2 separate regions of the Hordeum vulgare genome follow, and region 2 is linked to region 1. The links are chromatin contacts, called in public Hi-C maps. All regions are on one chromosome and are shown on one strand. Each heading gives the region's core, a stretch centred on a gene start, on an enhancer-like site or on the middle of the called end of the contact. The rest is flanking DNA. Distances are from core to core; before and after follow the strand shown.

What was found. Hi-C and Micro-C count contacts between places; a contact is called where the count stands out from the background.
Region 2: a contact with region 1 is called in a Hi-C map of leaf, with 4 times the contacts expected there. The contact joins the promoter of LOC123406048 here to the enhancer-like site in region 1. A contact is called at or near these places in 2 of 6 Hi-C or Micro-C datasets (leaf and seedling).

Annotation. Positions count from the first base shown.
Region 1 is chr6H:376,499,262-376,505,186 of MorexV3_pseudomolecules_assembly, reverse strand. No RefSeq gene overlaps it. Among protein-coding and RNA genes, the nearest start is that of LOC123406074, 140 kb to the left of the region's middle. Within about 2 kb of position 3,391, at least 1 of the 3 cell types and tissues checked has open chromatin away from gene starts, as enhancers often do. A contact at or near this core is called in leaf, where this site is marked.
Region 2 is chr6H:376,672,084-376,678,008 of MorexV3_pseudomolecules_assembly, reverse strand. It overlaps LOC123406048 (transcription factor MYB30-like), which reads right to left and starts at 2,181. Exons shown (of 1, transcript XM_045099546.1): 1 at 1,273-2,181. The coding sequence starts at 2,025. The coding sequence ends at 1,297.

The DNA of each region.
Region 1 (5,925 bases), core at 2,142-4,641:
ATGACAACGGTGATGAATCCCCCCTCTTCGGAGCCCCAAATGGACTCCAAATCAGCCCCCGAGGAAAAATGGGAGGTGACAGCGGCTTCGTCACGTAAAACACGATGAAATCTTATCTCTGATTTTTTTTCTCCAGAGATGTGAATTTATATGACTGAAATTAGTGTCGGGGGAGCCACATGGGTCCCACAAGCTTACAGGACGCGCCCATGGGGGGTGGGTGCGCCCTGTTGGCTTATGGCCCACTGGCAGCCGCCCCTCCACTCGGTGGCTCTTTGCTCCATAATTCATTATATATTCCATAAATAATTCAGAAAAAGTTTTGTCTAGTCCCGAGAACTTTTGTTTCTGCACAAGAATAGCACCATAGTAGTTTTGTTGAAAACAACGTCAGTCATAGGTTAGTTTCATTCAAATCATACAAGTTAGATTCCAAAACTAGAGAAAAAGTGTTTGGAAAAGTAGATATGTTTGAGCCGCATTAGCACGTTAAGCGATTCTTATGTACTTCAGTTATGTTAGTGATCTTGAGAAATCGCACTAGTGAAAGTATGAACCCTAGGCCTTGTTTTCCAGCATTGCAATAACGTTTGTTCTCTCTTTTATCACTTGCTACCTTGTTGTTTTTATCATTTTAGATTTCAAAAATCTATATCTACTATCCATACTACACTTGTATCACCATCTCTTGTCCGAACTAGTGCACCTATACAATTTATATTGTATTGGGTGTCTTGGGGACATAAGAAATTTCTTGTATTTAATTGCAGGGTTGTTTGAGAGGGGTCATCTTCATCCCGTACCTTCCACGGATTGATTAATCTTACGTCATTCACTTAAGGAAATTTTGTTGATGTCCAACAAAACTCTATGCTTGAAGGTCCAAGAAAGTCTAGAAGAATAAGTTCCGTAGTAGACATGAGTGGCAGCGATAAAATAATTTTGGGTCTAGCTTAAAGGTTTCTGAATACTAGAGTACTTATGGAGCCAAAAATAGGTCAAACGAAGCCACAAGTGACCCACAAGCTTGGGTGGCGCCCCCGTAGGGGAACGCCGTTTGAGCCCTCCTCCTGAAGCTCTAGTATCACATATATTTAAAAAAAATCCTCATAATGTTTCTTCGTGTTTGAACTTTGTTTGATATGGTTTTTCTGCAAAACCGAAAACATGGAGAAAACAAGAACTAACAATGGGCACTAAATTAATAGGTTAGTCAATATAATGATTTCATCTAAAATATACGAAGTTATAATATAAAAGCATGAAACCATCAAAAAACATAGATACGTTGGAGACATATCAGATGGAAGGGCCATATAAGTTGGCAAGAGCCGAAGAACTGCCATTTAGTGTGGAAGTGAACAAGGACAATACATAGCAAAAGGAGAACAAATAGAGTACATCTAGTGGACATATCCATTTACATAGACTTCGAAGATCCACATGGAAACAAATCTAGATAAACTACTCTAAAAACTCCTCATTTGGAAGACATGCATAAAATTTATTTGCTATAGGAAGTTCCTTCCTCTTCTGAGGAAGCATGATGCCCCTTATTCACTCTTCCATTATTCTCTTTCTTCTTGTTGTTCTTGTTGTTTAATAACTCTTGTGAGAAGTCCTTTGGAGGAACATTACAAAAAGTATTTAAGGTTTTGAGTATTTTCCATCAAGATTAAGAGGAATAACATGACAAGCAAAGAAATTCATGTTAGAGCATTTTCCTCTTAAAATCATTATTTAATTAAAGCAATCTTTAGCTTCTTACCAAAAAAATCCACCACATGGGCCTTTTCCTTCATCTTTCTTTTCATTTGTAGAGCACGGGTGGAGGAAGCCTACTCCAAAACAGGTCCTTGTTCTACAGATGATGAAGATTTACTTCTTTTGATGAGTGACCAAACTAACTTGGATATCACTACCCTAGCTGAATTACTGTTATACTGACAGGAAGTAGCCTTAGAGGAGAAACATGTATTATGTATATCAAATGGTACAAGTGATTTATTTTTAGAGCCTTGCAAAATAATAGACCACATTTGTGATGCAATGAAACCTTTTATCCATTCAAAGTTATAGCTATCACAAATGCCATGATTATAAAATTCACCCAGTCTACAAGTACTTGGATTACCTAAGGACTATTAGGGCTTGGAGCAAAAATGCTTCTGCCATATAGTGATACTCTCCTGTCCCAAACTCTGAATATCCATCTCCCCCTGTTAACACTTTCACTTGAAACCATAAGTTGCATCTCAGGCTTTGAGTCCAATCTCTGAAATAAGATGGGATACAAATTTACCTTTTACTTCAAAGCCATGGGGTGGGCGGGCTTAAACAAAACGTTGTTTAATTCTTGGGTCAAAAAAGGAACAAAGTCCAAACCTTCATTTCCAATCAGACTTCTAGAGTTTTTTTCCTCTTCCAGCTAGTAGTAAAAAAAATTTGTGGGTACTGGTAACTACTTACTAGTGGCGTGCATAAATAGCATCCGCCACTCGCTGTTTATTCTGCACGCCACAAATAAACATGATGCTTGTGGCATAATCTTTCCCGCCCAACACTATGAATGAATTTTTTTAATTAGAAAATAGGTTGCGCCTCTTGGGTTTTAGCCGACTGACTTAATTACACAATTGTATCACTACAGGTCGCAAATATTTAAAGCATCTCAATATGTATTGTATATCCACCAGTGAGCCTCTTTAACAAAAAGTCACTTTGGAGAACGAGCTTTAGTGAGCCCTATATTTTAAATAATGTCAAAATAATATTTTCAAGTTTCAGATAATTCTGAAGAACATTCAACATGATTTATATTACACAGGTCAAATACTGATGTTGAAATAAATAACCATGTAAGCTACATAAAAATGTCAAAATCATGATTTTGGAAAGATGAACAATGCATGTATTATTCGCTATTCAGTAATCGTCATTTTGTCATTTTTGTATATTTCACATGTTTACTTATTTCATCATAAATCTGTATACCTATAAAATATACATCTATACTATCATGTAGAATTGTTTTTGGGACTTTTTAGAATTTTAAATGTGATTTTTAAACTATTTAAAATAAGGTCCCCCAATGCACACACATGGATCCAAAATTCCACTCTCCATCGTAAGATTTAGTTTGACTCGCTACGACCATATATACACCAAGCCCCGTTGACACTTTGACCGTTCAGCTAGCCGCTTGAAGCATCGATTCTGTATCTTTCAAACGTACATCTCTCCACGTTATTTTCGGGGAACCGAACTGTTTTCTACACCTAAGTCCTATCGAGCTGAATTTGTAGCACGGTATTTCCCACTTGGTCCTGCTAACTCGATCCATCGTCTCCTCCACATACAGAGAACCGATCGTTTTCGCCTAAACAGTATGGTTCATGAACGACTGTGACATGCATATTGTAGTACTTACCTTGTTTAGTACGGAACTGCTTGATGACGAAGCTAGAGCAGGTCTCAATTTCTTGGAGATTGGCCCTGTCATTTTCCGCAGCCGGGATCGGTCCTTGATAGGCCTTCGTCTAGAGTTTCGGGAGGTTTCGTTGGGCTCTTTCCTCGTGCACTGTCCGGGAGATGCTGACAGATAGAGACCGAACGTGGTGCGGACTATGCTTATTTGACCAGGAAATTTTTAGTCCATTCTGAAAATCAAGTACTAGCATGTTTTTAGGAAAGGCAATAAATCAAGACGGCAAAAACGTATATGGTCCGTTTGAAGAAGTTCGCCGCATGCCAAGCTGTAGACCAGCAGCATAGTATACAGCTGAAGTGGTTTAGCTGACCTGATTGTCAAGTGCCACTTCGATCGTCGGCGGTGGGGCTACAGTTTTCATACGTTTTGCATGACAGCTAACGCAAGTTAGATTGAAAGCGTCTATGACTATGAGAAATCAGTCTGTGCCAAGCTAGTTGATCGGTTTAGTTTATCATTTTAATCAATCAAGGAGGCGAGGAGCTACAAAGCTGGGCCTCTCTTTTGGTTGAATTGTTCACTGAGCGTCTGAGCCAGCGTCGGCGCGTCGACCGCAAGCGGAACGCACGAATTCGCAACGTCTTGACAGAGACCAAATCAGCTCACAAACCCCATTTGATTGAGCCGACGTCGTCTAAAATTTCCACTCGATGTGATCACACAAGTGCCAAAAGGGGGAAAGTAGTTTGAACTTGGAGATACAAACTAATTAATAACTAAAAGGCCAGTGGTCTGCGCCCGGCTCGCCGGCCGAAACTTTCGACTGGCCCCGCGGGCCGCCACTAGTAGAAAACAGGGCTACCGTTCAGCCCTGGCCAGCCCATCAGTCCCGGTTCTTTAAGAACCAAGACCAATGGGGGGTATTAGACCCGGTTCGTGAGCCCAGGGGGCCGGCCGGGGCCTCGTGGGCATTGGTCCCGGTTCGTGTAAAACCATTTGTCCCGGTTCGAGCCACGAACTGGGACCAATGGTCCTCGCTGCTGGCCCACAACCATTGGTCCCGGTTCGTGGCTTGAACCGGGACAGAAGGGTTGGCTTTAGTCCCGGTTCATGTCACGAACCGGGACAAATAACTTGCCTACATATACCCACCGCCGCGACAGAGCACTCCACAGTGCTCTGTTTTTGTTAAGCCGGCGAGGGGAGGGCATTTAGGTGCTCTAGTTCACCTCCTATGCACATGAGGTGCTCGATGAAATGTCCGAGCCACACTAGTTAAGCTTTCTCCTCTCGAAACTCGATCTCCGAGCTCCATTTTCAACGAGGTTTGTCTAGATTTAGCGGTCCGTCACGCCTCGTCCCCGCCCCATCTTCAACCACCGTCGATCGCCCGCGCTGATCTCGTCGCCGGCACCACCGTGGTGAGCCTCTTGTTCTTATCTTCTTTGTGAAAGAAAAAAATTCTGACTTAAGATAGATACTTGTGTAATTTTCTTACTTTTATTATTCCTTGTTATTACATAGTGCGATGGTTTTGGTATCCGCCCCCGTCGGCCCTCGTCCTGTCTATGATTCAGATGTGGTATATATTATCTTTTCATAACTATTTGGTTCATTTATTGTTTATGACAATTATGCCGACCAATGTGACATAGATTTTATTTATCTAGGAGGTTGTTGAACCGGAAATTCCAACCGACCCTATTGTCGAGAGGTTAAATTAAGTTGAAGAAGAAAACAATTACTTGAAGGAAAAAATAAGAAAAATTGAGGAGGAGAAGATGATATTGGAGTTGCATGTTGCGGATGTCGTCGATGATCACAAGATCAAGATGGATGCAATGCGGTTGAAGATTAAAAAGATTAGAAAATATGCCATTCATACCGAGGCTTGGAATCATTATGCAGTTGGATCAGTTGTTACCTTGGTTGCGGTTATGATCACATTTGTTTTTGCATTGAAATGTTTTACATAATTTCAATGTATGGTCTAATTAGATCCTCTGGAGACCTATATGTTGTTCAATGAGAACTATGTATGTAGTTTGGTTTTAATGCTCTCGAAAACTATGTATGTACTTTGGTTTCAGAGTTCATTTCATATGCTTTTCAACTTCATGGTCTTACAGCTTTGAATGGTGTATTTTGAATACAGAAAAACAAGGGAGTTCAAATAAGTTCAATAAATTGAAATCCCTTTGTAACAGATGAGTTTCCGTATGAAACCCTGATACTTCGAAAGAGGTTGTCCGTTTTGTACACGAAGTGCATCCAGTTTTTACCGTAAGCCTCTCTACTTTCTTGCACATGCTATGTGGGTGAAATGATGATATCATGCCAACTTGGAACCTTTTCAGAGTTCATTTCAAATGCTTTTCAATTTCATGGTCTTATAGCTCAAAATAATCAGTAAATGCATGAAAAATAACAAATGAAGTCAGAAAGGGTTGTAAATTGATGATGTGGCTTTGAATGGTGCATTTTGAATACAGAAA
Region 2 (5,925 bases), core at 932-3,431, 170 kb before region 1:
CCGCATGTTTTACAATATGATATGTTACAAACAATAGACACTTCTTCTATTATTGATGATACTCATGATGGTGCTTCTACTTAGCTTGATAATATTATACCACTTGATGAATTACTTGATGCTTATATTGCTAAAGCTAAAGAAACTGAATTTACTCAAAACTATGAATCACTTGGTACACCGAGTACTCTCGTTAGAAATAAAATACTTGATGTTCCTGACGGTTACACTTTTAATCAAGAAATTATTAAAGAGTTTATGGCTTATGATACTAATAAAAACATATATTTCATTGCTATACTTAAAGAAAAGGCCATGAACAAAATGATGAAAAATGATCTTAAGTTTGCAACATCTTCAATTTTTGTTGATGATAAGGATTATGGATTCTCTATTGATCATGGACTTATTACTTTGGTAGAATCTAATCTTTTTCATGCTTATGAATCTTAATAAGTTATTGCACACCTTATTTGCTTAAGAGGAAAAGTTTTGCTATTATTATATTTTTAAATTATTTTCTTTCTCATTAGAGGATGATGCTAAAATACGGTTTAATAATCTTACTCATGACTTTATGTGTAGTCCCAAGAATATGATTTATTATTTCTCTTAAAAATATTTTCATATTCATATGAAACAAGTTGCCTTATAGGAAATACACAATTTTAAGCAACTTGAGTAAGAGTTTGTCCCACAAGTTTGACGGAGGCTTCTCGAATTACTAAATGCTTTGCGAGTGGTCATCCTCTTAAAACTAACGAAATCTTTGGTAACACCTAAAGTAAATTGACATGTGTGACTTCGTCGCCGTCGGTCTTAGCGGCGATGGTGGCCGTGTTCAATAAGATCTGGGGGTGCTTTGGCAGCAAAGGCGCTATTCGTAGGCTCAAGTAGACCTCTAGTTGTGATAGTACCAACATCACATTCGTCTCTTGATCGTGGATCCTTGTGGACGGACACCGACACTTCCTGGCCAAGATCGATGACATTCCAGCTACCTCCTAAATATGGTTTTCTTGTTGTAGCGACAACATGGCAAAGGATGCAGAATCCACATGTGTCGGATTATGTACACAAAATGATTTGGTATATTATAACTCAAGGGTTTAGTAGGTTACTTGTCCGTCGGCTACTTGGGAAAAATTCTGTCGCTATGGCCAGCCAATGCGTACGTGGAACTGAGCCAGGAACAAGGGGTCAACTCAACCGACGAACTACAGAAACTTGCGAATTCGTCATAGTCCAAATGAAGCGAATGCTAGCGAGAAATACGAACATGGCCAAATCTTCTCATTAAATCTGTGACAAACTATGCATGTCACTAGCCTGCATGAACAACGTGACCCAGAAGTCCATCTCATCGTTGCTCGACGACGGCGATGCACTATCTGCGCCGAATGTGTCGCTGGTTTCCAGCCCGGAACCGGAGCTGTCCACCGACATCGCCAGTGTCTCCGACCAGAAGCTGTCGTCAATCTGGAACTCCTCCGACTCCGAGGAAGAGCTGTCGGTGGCGGACGACGTCGAGAGGGACTGCTCCGGCGACATCGGGAGGGACTGCCCCGGTGACGACGCCGGCTGGGAGGTCGGGCCCTCGAGCGCGCTCGTAGCCACAGCAGGCTTCTTGGCTTTGCGCTTAGGCGCTGCCTGGCCGGACGGCTTGGACGAGGACTGGAGCCGTTTCTTGAGGTGTGTGTGCCAGACGTTCTTGATCTCGTTGTCCGTCCTCCCAGGAAGCCTGGCGGCAATGGTGGACCATCTGTTGCCGAGCATGGCGTGGAGCTGGATGATGGCGTCTTCCTCCTCGCCGGTGAAGTTGCCGCGCTTGATGTCGGGGCGGAGGTAGTTGATCCACCGGAGGCGGCAACTCTTGCCGCAGCGCAGCAGGCCGGCCTGCTTGGGCAGCGCCCGCCAGTTGCTGTGGCCGTGCTGCTCGATGTGAGCCACCAGGGTCATGTCCTCCTCCGCCGTCCACGGCCCCCTCTTGAGCCCCATCTTCTCGCAGCAAGGAGCCCTCACCATTGTTGCTGCTGACTGTATGCGCTCCTCTCTTCTCTTCTCTTCTCTTCGCGCTGTGTGCCGTGTCCGTGTGTGATGGCCTGATGGGTGAGTGGCTGAGTGCTCGGTGGTATTGACGCTTGGGCGAGGGAAGGGAGTTGGATGCTGGGGGAAGCTGATGATGGTGTGTGGATTGCGAGGGCGTTGGGCTATTTATGCTCGCTCGCGTCGACAGACAGCAAAACGTGGTCAATTGAGGTTATTGGGCAGCTTCTGGGAAGGATCGAGTCGAATGGTGACAAAACGAGGCGGAATGGCAACGTTCGCTCCCACTTGTTCCTTTTCTATTGTTTGGGAATTGGATGGAGTCCATGTACGGTTTTTTGTTTCCTTGTTTATTGCTCGCTTTGCTTCTACTTTAGTCGATATATACTCTACACTCCTGTGTCCGTTTAAAAATCCGCATGTTGCATGCGCATGTGTTTCTGGTGGCATTGTTCTGTCTAAAATGATTAGAGAACTGCTGCCTCGTTTGTCTCAGGAGTGGGCGTACTTGATGCAACAAAAACATCAAAGGGGGTTCTCAATCGGACTCAGGGAGCCTCTGCCAAACTAGTACTATTGCCATCTTTGGGTACACGCACTGGTTCGAGTAAAAAGCCTATTTCAGAAAATATAGAAAATTTGTACACGTATATCATGTGACACAATATATACGGACACATCTTGGTTAAAGAATATGAGCATTTCTGAAAAATCATACCCTTATACTCTTTCCGTTTCTTTTTAGTCTGCATATAACTTTTGTCTGAAGTCAAATCATCTCTACTTTGACCATACTTATAGAAAAAATATCAACATTCACAATACCAAATCTATACCATTAGCTTCTTTATGAAACGTAATTCCATACTATATATATTTGGTAATGTAGTTGTTGATATTTTTTAATATAAACTTGATCCAACTATATAAAGTTTGACTTGACTCAAATCTTATAGACGGAGTAAAAAAATGAAGGGAGTACATTTTAAAAATGATGTGCCTCCCCTCCATCCATTGCTTGCTTCGACGATGAGAGGGGGTAGGGATCATGCTGATTTGGATCAATGATGGCAGGATGCAGTGGCGGAGGTAAAGGGTTGCCAGGGTAAGATTTTAAAATAGCTTTTATATCATTAAAAAAGGTTTAAAAATAAAAATTAAATGTATATATACAACATTATTGTTGGCCCAGTCTAACCTAGTGGGCTAAGTCCGTCACTAGCAGGGTAAGGTTTTTAGCTCAGGTTTCGATCCCCATTCCATGGGGGTGAGGCGCTCGCATCATCGATAAGTTTTGCATGACTCATCGTCGTTCCTTCTTGGCATAGCTGGAAAGACGTGCGAAAGGTGGTGTATGTCCACAAGCCTGGTTCATTGAGTTGAGGTTTTTCTTTGCAGGTTTCTCTCAGTTGCTTCGTCTAAGCATGATTGTGTGTCTTAGTCTTCCGGCTGCAATCCTGTTGGGAGTGTGTGAGAGTGGAGTTTTCTGACTCGGCTAGTGGCGGATTTGGGTCCCAGGCAGCCCGAACGGCGGCCTGGGATGTGAGGCCCCTTTGATTTGTTGACTGTATCAAATACTGTAGCTATAGTTGTTAGAGCATATATCTCCATATGTGGTTTTGGTAATTGATGACAATTCCTATGGACTAATGGTTGCCTTAAGTTACATTTATAGGATTTGTCCATAGGCACTTCTTGAAGTCCATCTGTTGGGTTCAAGGAGTTTATATGATGACCAAGATGGTATTCAAGCTATTATCCAAAGTATGGTCATAGAGACACATGGTTGATCAAGATCTCAGACAAAGAGTAAATCAAGATGATCAACACACAAAGCGTACAAGATGTACCGAGAGGGATCAAGTGATCCCATGGTATGGTAAGCATTGTCCATTAAGTGTTTGTGTACTAACCCATGGTCTTCGTGAGAGTTCTATGTGGGGGTTAGGTGTGTTTCCATGGGCTTGCGTCAAAGGGAAGATCTCATACAACCCATGAAGTATGACGTCAAGTTGTGATCGTCATCAAGATTGCGATGTGCAAGTTCAAGTGGATCAACACGAAGATATCATGCTTGAAGCTTGCCGTCCATTGTGGTGGCAATGAGCTTGTGAAGATATGCTGAAGAGTGGCTGACCCATAGTGAGTATGGGGGAGCAATCAACTAGTCTTCATCAAGCCAAGACAATCAAGAAAGGTGGTCCATCTTGAGGAAGCCAAGATCATCATCATCTAGCTCAAGAGGACGAGGTGCAAGGTATATGTTTGTCCTTGATAGGTTTTCTGTTTAGGATAGATTGTTGTACTATCAAGGGGGGCTCTCAAGTGAGTAGCTTGATCGTATCGTTCGTTGAGAGCTCAAATCATTTGCTTCCTTGCATCATACTTCTTGGTTCTTGTTTAGTGTTTCTCTTTGTGAGTTTTAGAGCTTATGGTCATCTTCGTGACAAGCTCGAGTTCATCGAAAACGGAGTCCATATGCATCTACTATGATGTTTTCGATGTTGGAGTTTTTGCCGGTTCTTCATTCATAGAGGACTCACATCTCTATATCATTGACATTTTCATATCTGCATGGTCTTAAGATTTCCAGTCGCCGTTTGGATAGCTCTTGTCGTCCTGAATCCAACAAGCTTGGGTTTGCTCGATTCGGAGCTCGTATGCGAAAGTTATGGTTGTTTCAGTGGCGATCGGTAGTAGCGTTGGACCTAGCGGTAGTACCGCCCAGAGCTGGCGGTAGTACCACTCCAAGTTTTTAGTACCGTCATCTTTGCGGTTGTACTGCGTCGGACATTTTTGCGAAGACTTTCTTGGCGGTGGTTGGCCCGGTAGTATCTTTGCGCTACCATGGGCTCAGCGGTAGTACCGCTGCAAAGCCAGCGGTAGTACCGCTGCAGGGCCAGCGGTACCAGCGGTAGTACCGCCGGAGGGTCAGCGATAGTACCGCTAGAGCCAGCGGTAATACCGCTAGGCTCGGGCTGTAAGTGGGGGTAACGGTCTGATTCCTTCCCCCACTATATAAAGGGGGTCTTCTTCCCCCTTGGCCTTATCTATCCGTTGAGCTCTTGTTCTACCTCCATTGTTGACATTCTTAGAGCTTGCTTACTCTCAATCCCTCCAATGATTCTTGCTTGTTCTTGAGGGAAAAGAGAGAGGAGATCTAGATCCACATCTCCATCGATCACTTTCTCCTCTATGTGAGGGGAACCCCTTGGATCTTGATCTTTGGAGTTCTTTGTGAGCTCCTTGTTCTTCCTCTCATATTTCTCCATAGCTTTCGTTGTTGTGGAGGGATTTGAGTGTGAGGGACTTGACCACTTTGTGTGTTCTTGCCATTGCATTAGTTGCATCGGTTTGAGTTCTCCACGGTGATATGTGGAAGTGAAGTTCGAGAAGCTTATTACCTTTGGTACTTAGTACCCTAGATATTGTTCTTCTTAGATGCTTTGGCATCCTAGAAGCTTGGTGGTGTCTCGGAGCTCAATCATTGTGGTGTGAAGCTCCGGGCAAGCGTCGGGGCCTCCAATTAGGTTGTGAAGATAGCCCCGAGCAATTTGTACGGGTACCGGTAACCGCCCCCAAGGGTTGCCACGTGTACGGGTTCGGTGACCGCCCCCAAGGTTTGCCATTTGTACGGGTTCGGTGACCGCCCTCAAGGGTCCCTTAGTGGAATCACGGCATCTTGCATTGTGTGAGGGCGTGAGGAGATTACGGTGGCCTTAGTGGCATCTTGGGGAGCATTGTGCCTCCACACTGCTCCAACGGAGATTAGCATCCGCAAGGGTGTGAACTTCGGGATACATCATCGTCTCCGCGTACCTTGGTTATCTCTTACCCGAACCCTTTACTTATGCACTCTACTTTGTGATAGCCATATTG